Linked DNA regions of Mus musculus: region 2 is linked to region 1. Evidence: chromatin contacts called from public HiChIP or PLAC-seq data. All regions are on one chromosome and are shown on one strand. The core of a region is the stretch at or near the end of the contact, and the rest is flanking DNA. Distances in the headings are between cores, read along the strand shown. Region 1 has its middle 210 kb from the start of Dmac1. Region 2 has its middle 250 kb from the start of Gm42300.

Evidence for each region. HiChIP or PLAC-seq counts read pairs in DNA pulled down with a chosen protein or histone mark.
Region 2: an H3K27ac HiChIP or PLAC-seq map of VIP interneurons shows a contact between it and region 1, with 6 times the contacts expected there. The contact joins two enhancer-like sites. A contact is called at or near these places in 1 of 15 datasets of contacts at CTCF or cohesin (pro-B cells) and 1 of 115 datasets of contacts at active chromatin or transcription factors (VIP interneurons).

Annotation. Positions count from the first base shown.
Region 1 is chr4:75,063,852-75,067,188 of GRCm38.p6, forward strand. No RefSeq gene overlaps it. Among named protein-coding and RNA genes, the nearest start is that of Dmac1, 210 kb to the right of the region's middle. Within about 2 kb of position 1,845, at least 8 of the 459 cell types and tissues checked have an H3K27ac peak or open chromatin away from gene starts, as enhancers often do. A contact at or near this core is called in VIP interneurons, where this site is marked.
Region 2 is chr4:75,840,237-75,843,261 of GRCm38.p6, forward strand. No RefSeq gene overlaps it. Among named protein-coding and RNA genes, the nearest start is that of Gm42300, 250 kb to the left of the region's middle. Within about 2 kb of position 1,370, at least 3 of the 459 cell types and tissues checked have an H3K27ac peak or open chromatin away from gene starts, as enhancers often do. A contact at or near this core is called in VIP interneurons, where this site is marked.

The DNA of each region.
Region 1 (3,337 bases), core at 595-3,094:
AAAAAAGTATTTTGTAAAAACTGAACATATCAGAAGGATTTACAATAAAAAAATAACAATTCTCCCATCAATACCTCCATACAAACCATATTCTTGAAATATCTTAAAAATATTCACAAAATCATTTCAACATCAAAATACATAATAGATTGACTAAGAGATATATGTGAGTTTCCTAGAAAAATGAAGATATAATGATATTATGACAGGAATTTGATTCTCTGTAGTTTCACCAAATTCTTTGCCTTTGTCTTGGGTTTCTTTTTCTTTATCTATTCCTATTACTTGTGGAATTTTTCATTCATAGTGTCTCAGATTTCCTGTGTGTTTTCTGCCTGGAGTTTTTAGACTCAGTATTTTGTTTCCCCGAGGTATTCATTTCTTCTACCTATCTTCAATGCGTGAGGATCTCTCTTCAATCTTTTGTATTTTGTTGGTCAAATTTGGTTTTGAGGTTTCCTGTTTGACTTTCTAAACTTTTCATTTCTAGTTTTCACTCATTTTGGGTTTTCTTTATATTGATTCTATTTCCTCTTGCAATTGTAGAACTACTTTTTTACTTTCATTTCTGTTTGTGTCTTCATTGGTTTATTTAAAGAATTGATTGATTTCCTCTGTAAGAAGTTCTAACATACTCATAAAGGCTATTTTGAAGTTCATGTCTTGTGTTTCAGCTACATTGCATTTCTCAGCATCCACTCTGGTAGAGTTGCTGGGCTTTAGCAAAGATACATTGTCTTGGGTGTTATTGTGTTTTTATGTGGGCATTTCAGTATCTGCTAAAGAAAGCTTCAAATTCAGGTTTGCAACCCCATAGGAGGAACAATATCAACCAACTAGATCCCCCAGAGCTCCCTGGGGCTAAACTACCAACCAAAGAGTACACATGGAGGGACCCATGACTCCAGCTGCATATGTAGCAGATGATGGACTTTTCTGTAATCAAAGGGAGGAGAGGTCCTTGGTCCTGTGCAGGCTTGATGCCCCAGCATAGGGGAATGCTAGGGTGGTGGGACAGGAGTGGGTGGGTAGGTAGGGGAGCACCCTTGTGGAGGCAGGGGAAGGAGGAAGAAAATGGAAGGGTTGGAGAGGAAACCGGGAAGGGTGATAACATTTGAAATATAAATAAACAAAATAACCAATATTTTTTTTTAAAAAAAAAAAGCATAATAAAAATGAAAGCTTCAAGTGCTCTCCCAGGTGTGGTCACTGGGGTTTTAGTTAGAAAGTATTGCTTACTATTGCAAAATAATAATTAGGGATGTAGATGGGGTATAGATATGCACAGGAGGAAAGAAATCAGAGTATGAGGCCACCTGGGAATTGACACATAGAAAAGAGACCATGGCTGGTAGTCTGCTATAGAGCTGGGGACGAGACAGGATAATTAGTTTCAGAGGAGATATTTGAGAGTGAAGAACTGAAGATTACGTATATACTTTTCTAACCTGATCAACCACTAAGTATTTACTATTTAAATTAATATTTTGTTTTTGTTTTGTTTTTTTTATTTAAATTGAACATGACAATAGTCAGGCCAAAATATGCATAGAGAAAAGAAAACATGTAAGTTTGCGAGCACCAGAAGGGATCAGTATGTGAGCTCATTGGAAGTACAAAATCAGCATCCTCAGGACACATACACATGAACAACATACTGGAGCTACCTCTGAGTCTGACGTTTCATCCTCCCAGAGTACATATAAGATGCTAGAAAATAGACTGATAGTTTAAAAATAAATACTGACAGCATACAGAATTTGAGGAGAATAGTGATGATCTAAGGACTCATCAGCATGGAGAGCCTGAGCAAACATATAAGCACAATTTTTGCTTGTCCCTCTATGTATTTCCCTTGAGTGGATGATCTAGCTGACACTGTATTCAGTCTTCCTGCTGGCAGTAGGTCCATGCAAATGTGAGCAATTTTCCCAGAGAGCCATACATTTCCTAGATTAAATGCAAATTGACATTTAAAATCTTATGTATGGATTTCTTCATCCTGGCATACATTTGGTTAATGTCCTATAGAATAAGAGAGATTCTAGGCACAGTTTGGATCTCTAGATGCTGCTAAAGAGCAATATAATCCACATCACATAAGAATGAGAGGAGTCTAAAAATGGAAAGGGACAGCTGCCTCAACATTAACATAACATTTCCAAGTGCCCTGTTGAAATTGAAAAGAGTACAAATTAGGAAAGGAGAAACAAGAATATAGCATATATCTTACCTCGTGACTAGATTGCTCTTACAGACACAGATCTGAGAATAAAGGCACCCACTGAAGTCTCCAGTCAGAGTAAATTGCACCAGAGACATATGATTGGGAACAGGACTAGTAACAGTTTATTAAGAAAAGAAAAACAGTCACAAGGATATGTGTAGGTTAGAGACCAGGAAAAGAGGATTATCTGGTTAGGTGGGTTCCAAAATCTAGGCCAGCAGTGAGTGCAGGAAAAAACAGCTTCTCCAAGATGGTTTTTAGTGAAACACCTTTCCTTTACAGGGGATAACAAGAGCTATATAAACCTTGTGGAATAAATAAAGATTTTCAGGGTGGGTGAACATTAATGGCCTGTTCCAAAGTGCTGGAAAAGGTTTATTTGTGTGAAGGTGCTTGGTGGACATGTCCTTACAGGAAAAAAGAAAGTTAAACCTGTAGTTTCACTAGTCTATGTGACTGCCTCAAGGATGGCAGAGTTGGGGTTGTACAGGCTGTGTACTGGGAAATGCAGACCCAGAACAAGGAAGGAAGAGTCCTAACTCCTGTTGGTCTCAGGACAGCAATCTTCAGGGCTTGGACATGTCTCACTCAGCTTCAGTTTTGCTCTGAAGTGGTGGCTTCCCCTGTCACATGGCCTTCCAGTCCCACAACCAGCTTATTTCATATGTTAATATTCATGTCCCCATTTTTACTCCTCATTTTCTACTCAGAATCAATATCTCTAAAGAAAATCCCATGTTTTTGTTATTTTTCATTTCTATTAGCTTATTGTTATAAGGTATCTAATAACATTGGTTGAAGTGTTTATGAATGTATAGATAGATGGATGAATCATAGAGCTTTGGTTGATTTTTATATGATGCTACTTATAACCCAGATACTTCATTTGCCTTTATAGAAATCTGAGTCAGCAACTTATGGTTCATCTTGTAATATTTTCAATCACTTTTATATACATGGTGCTTAGGAAAGAGCCTATTGAAAGGAAATAAAACTGTAATTCATGTAATGTATGTTAAATAGCCCAAAGAGTTGTTTGTGAGCTTTGAAACCTGGGGCTGAGAACACAGCAGAACAGACCAGGACATGCCCGGGCAAGCCCATCGCCTC
Region 2 (3,025 bases), core at 120-2,619, 780 kb after region 1:
GAGGACTCTGAGACTAGACCAACCTGTTACGTTGTTACCTGATTCGGAGACGTTTTTCCAACCTGTTAAGCTGCCTGTAGGCTGTGCATGTGCTCCATAGTTTGAGTCTTTGTGAGCTGTCACTCACAGATGGCTTTGGTGATGATGTGTCTTTGAGCCATTTTCTTCAATAACTGTTCCTATATATTCCTTTAAATATCCCCAATAAAACCCACTGGTTCACCATGGTGGACGTTGGTGGTATCTGTTATTTCATTTGTCATAGGATACCTATGAGTAGATACGTTGGGGGTGGGGGTGCATGCGTATTATATCTCCCAAGAAAAGATCTTGTCACATAACGGACAAGCAGCAGAGAAGGATAACTGTCACATCATAGACACCCAACCTTAACACCCAAAGAACACCATGGTTTTGTTGCTTTCAGGTATCACCCTAATTCTACAGGTCATATAATAATAAGCAAACAGACATTTCACTTTTACTAAACCTTATTTACTCACTTTATCCCCCACTAGGAAATGGTTGAAGTATATCCTTCAAAATCAATAGACTATAATGATTCAGAATACACATTGCCAGAAAGTACTGAAACAATCAAAAATTCCCTTCTCGTTCCATGTTTCTGTACTTTTCCCATCCTACGGCCATGGTCCTCTAAAAGTGGCAGGACATAGGGTCTTCATAGTACTAGCCACACCTCCTTCCTTTACATTTAAGGACATTGTGGCCTGGCCAGAGGATGGACCCAATTAATTCGGAATTAGAAATGAAAGAGCCACTTGTGATTTCACAGCCCATCCCTTCCTGATACTCTATCAAAAACATTTAAATATGTTTTGATATACCAACTATGTTTCTTAGACTTGTGCTAAGTAAATTCCTTTAAAACTCCATTTTACTTATATATATAAATATTGTGTTTTTTAAATGAGAAAGGTTTTAATCCCTCAAAATCTACTCGAGATGACCCCTATTCCTTACAAAGTTGCAGTTGGAAGGAAACAATCATGATTTATCACACTGGCACCTTCCATAGCACGACAGTCCATCCATCTTAACTTGAACGCTACTTTAAACAATTGGAGACAGTCCTATTGATACCAAAATTTGCTTCATAGAAATGAACTACTTTAAACAATAAAAAGATTAATTATGAGACATTTCTATCATGGCAAAAAATGCATAACGGGATAGTCAACAATAAAATAATTTTAATTATTTCATCATATTCCCATGAGCAATTTTACATGAAAAAGTTCTTGTGAAGTCTGTTAACCCAGTTTCGACAAGAAGTTTTAACAAAATGGAAGGTAATCAGCCTTTGTGCATAATGTCATAATGATAGTAATCGAAACCATGCAATCACATAGACATTCTGCTCTCTATAACTAGCTCTGAATAACCAGTGATTTTCAATGGTAGAAAAGTGGCCATTTCAAATTGCAACACAGAAAAGCATTGTGATATTTACATTTAACCCAGTTATGTTCTCTTGGTGGTATTTATAAGGAATAAGATTCCTACAAGAAGAGATGGAGAACATGGGTTGTTTTTAATGTTTCACATTTGTGGAGTGCTTATAAAATCCATTATTCATGGTTTGGCTAAATTTTTTGAAATGCTACCACAAGAACACAAGGACCATTAGACATTGTCTCAGCTGTTCCATATTCCTCATTATTATTGGGAACACAGTGATTACCAGAGCTAGATTGGATGGAGCACAAGATTCTCAAGCCCTGTCATTATATGTTGGCTTTGTCTGGCCTCTATCACTCTTTGAGAATGTCATATGCTCATGGTGATCATGTTTATCTTTAACAAGTTTACCACAGCATTCACAGTATCCCAACCTTCCCACAGCCTTTGTTCATATGACAGATCAGAGGATGACATCACTGGTCTCAAGGTAAAATATATACCATGAATGAAGACAAAAGTAACCTTAGGAAAAAATTGTTGATAACATTTCTTTGGGTCTCAAAGTCATCTGAATAATTAAAGTATCCTGAATAATGATTCCAGATTTTACCTATGTTTTTTATTTGTATGTTTGTGTTGTCCTGGGTGATCAAAATCAGACTTCTTATATGCCAGGCAAATACTCAGCCATTAAGCTCAATCCCTAGTCCCCAGGATCTTCTTAGTCAGATGCCTTATTGTTCTCTGAGTCCTATAGCAAAAACATTTACAGTTATGTCTTTCCCTTTGACTATTTCAGGGTCCCTGGTATATCACTACAACTGATATTAGTCGTTCTTCACACTTGAATTCCTTCAAGATTAAAGAAAATTTTACTCTTCTTACAGGGAATTATTGAAAGTCTCCAAGTTACATACATTCGATTTGTAAGGTGTCCTAGACAACCATCAAAATTGCAAATTATTTATAACTTGTAAACTTAGAAAAAACACATTTACTTAAGATGAATGGGCATGCTTCAGACTAGGGTTTCAAATGGAATGCAGAGAAAAAAAACAATAAAGACATGGAAACTCTGAATGATCTCAATTAAACCATGGAAATAACAGCAAAGGGAGAAGCTTGTGAGAAAAATAAAATTGGAGTAGCCATCAGGAAACATTCTGAATGCATTAGATAGCTATCTGCTTACCACGGGTGGGGCTGTGTAATAAACAAAAGGACCTCTGAGTATTAGGAGCAGTCAGTTATCCATCCCAAAGAGAAAAACTTCAGTGAGCCAGTCAAATAATTATGAACACGTGGAACACTGAGGTTTCATCAATAGCAAAGTGATACAAGAAGTGCCTGTTCTTTGTAGGACCAAAAGAAAGGCACGCAGGATTTAAAAAATAAAAATAAAATGAGGCTATCAAAATGAGAATAAGAGAATTTCAAGCAGGTTTTGCAAGCATCAGGAAATTGCTAAGGACTTCTGGAAGCTATGCGATTATAAAAATTAGTTTTATTTAACAAAGTTCCATGAACACTTAAATGTGATGGAAATATGTTTTTACATCATGTCATCTGGTAGTCTATAAGATGGTATTTTGGAGAGTGT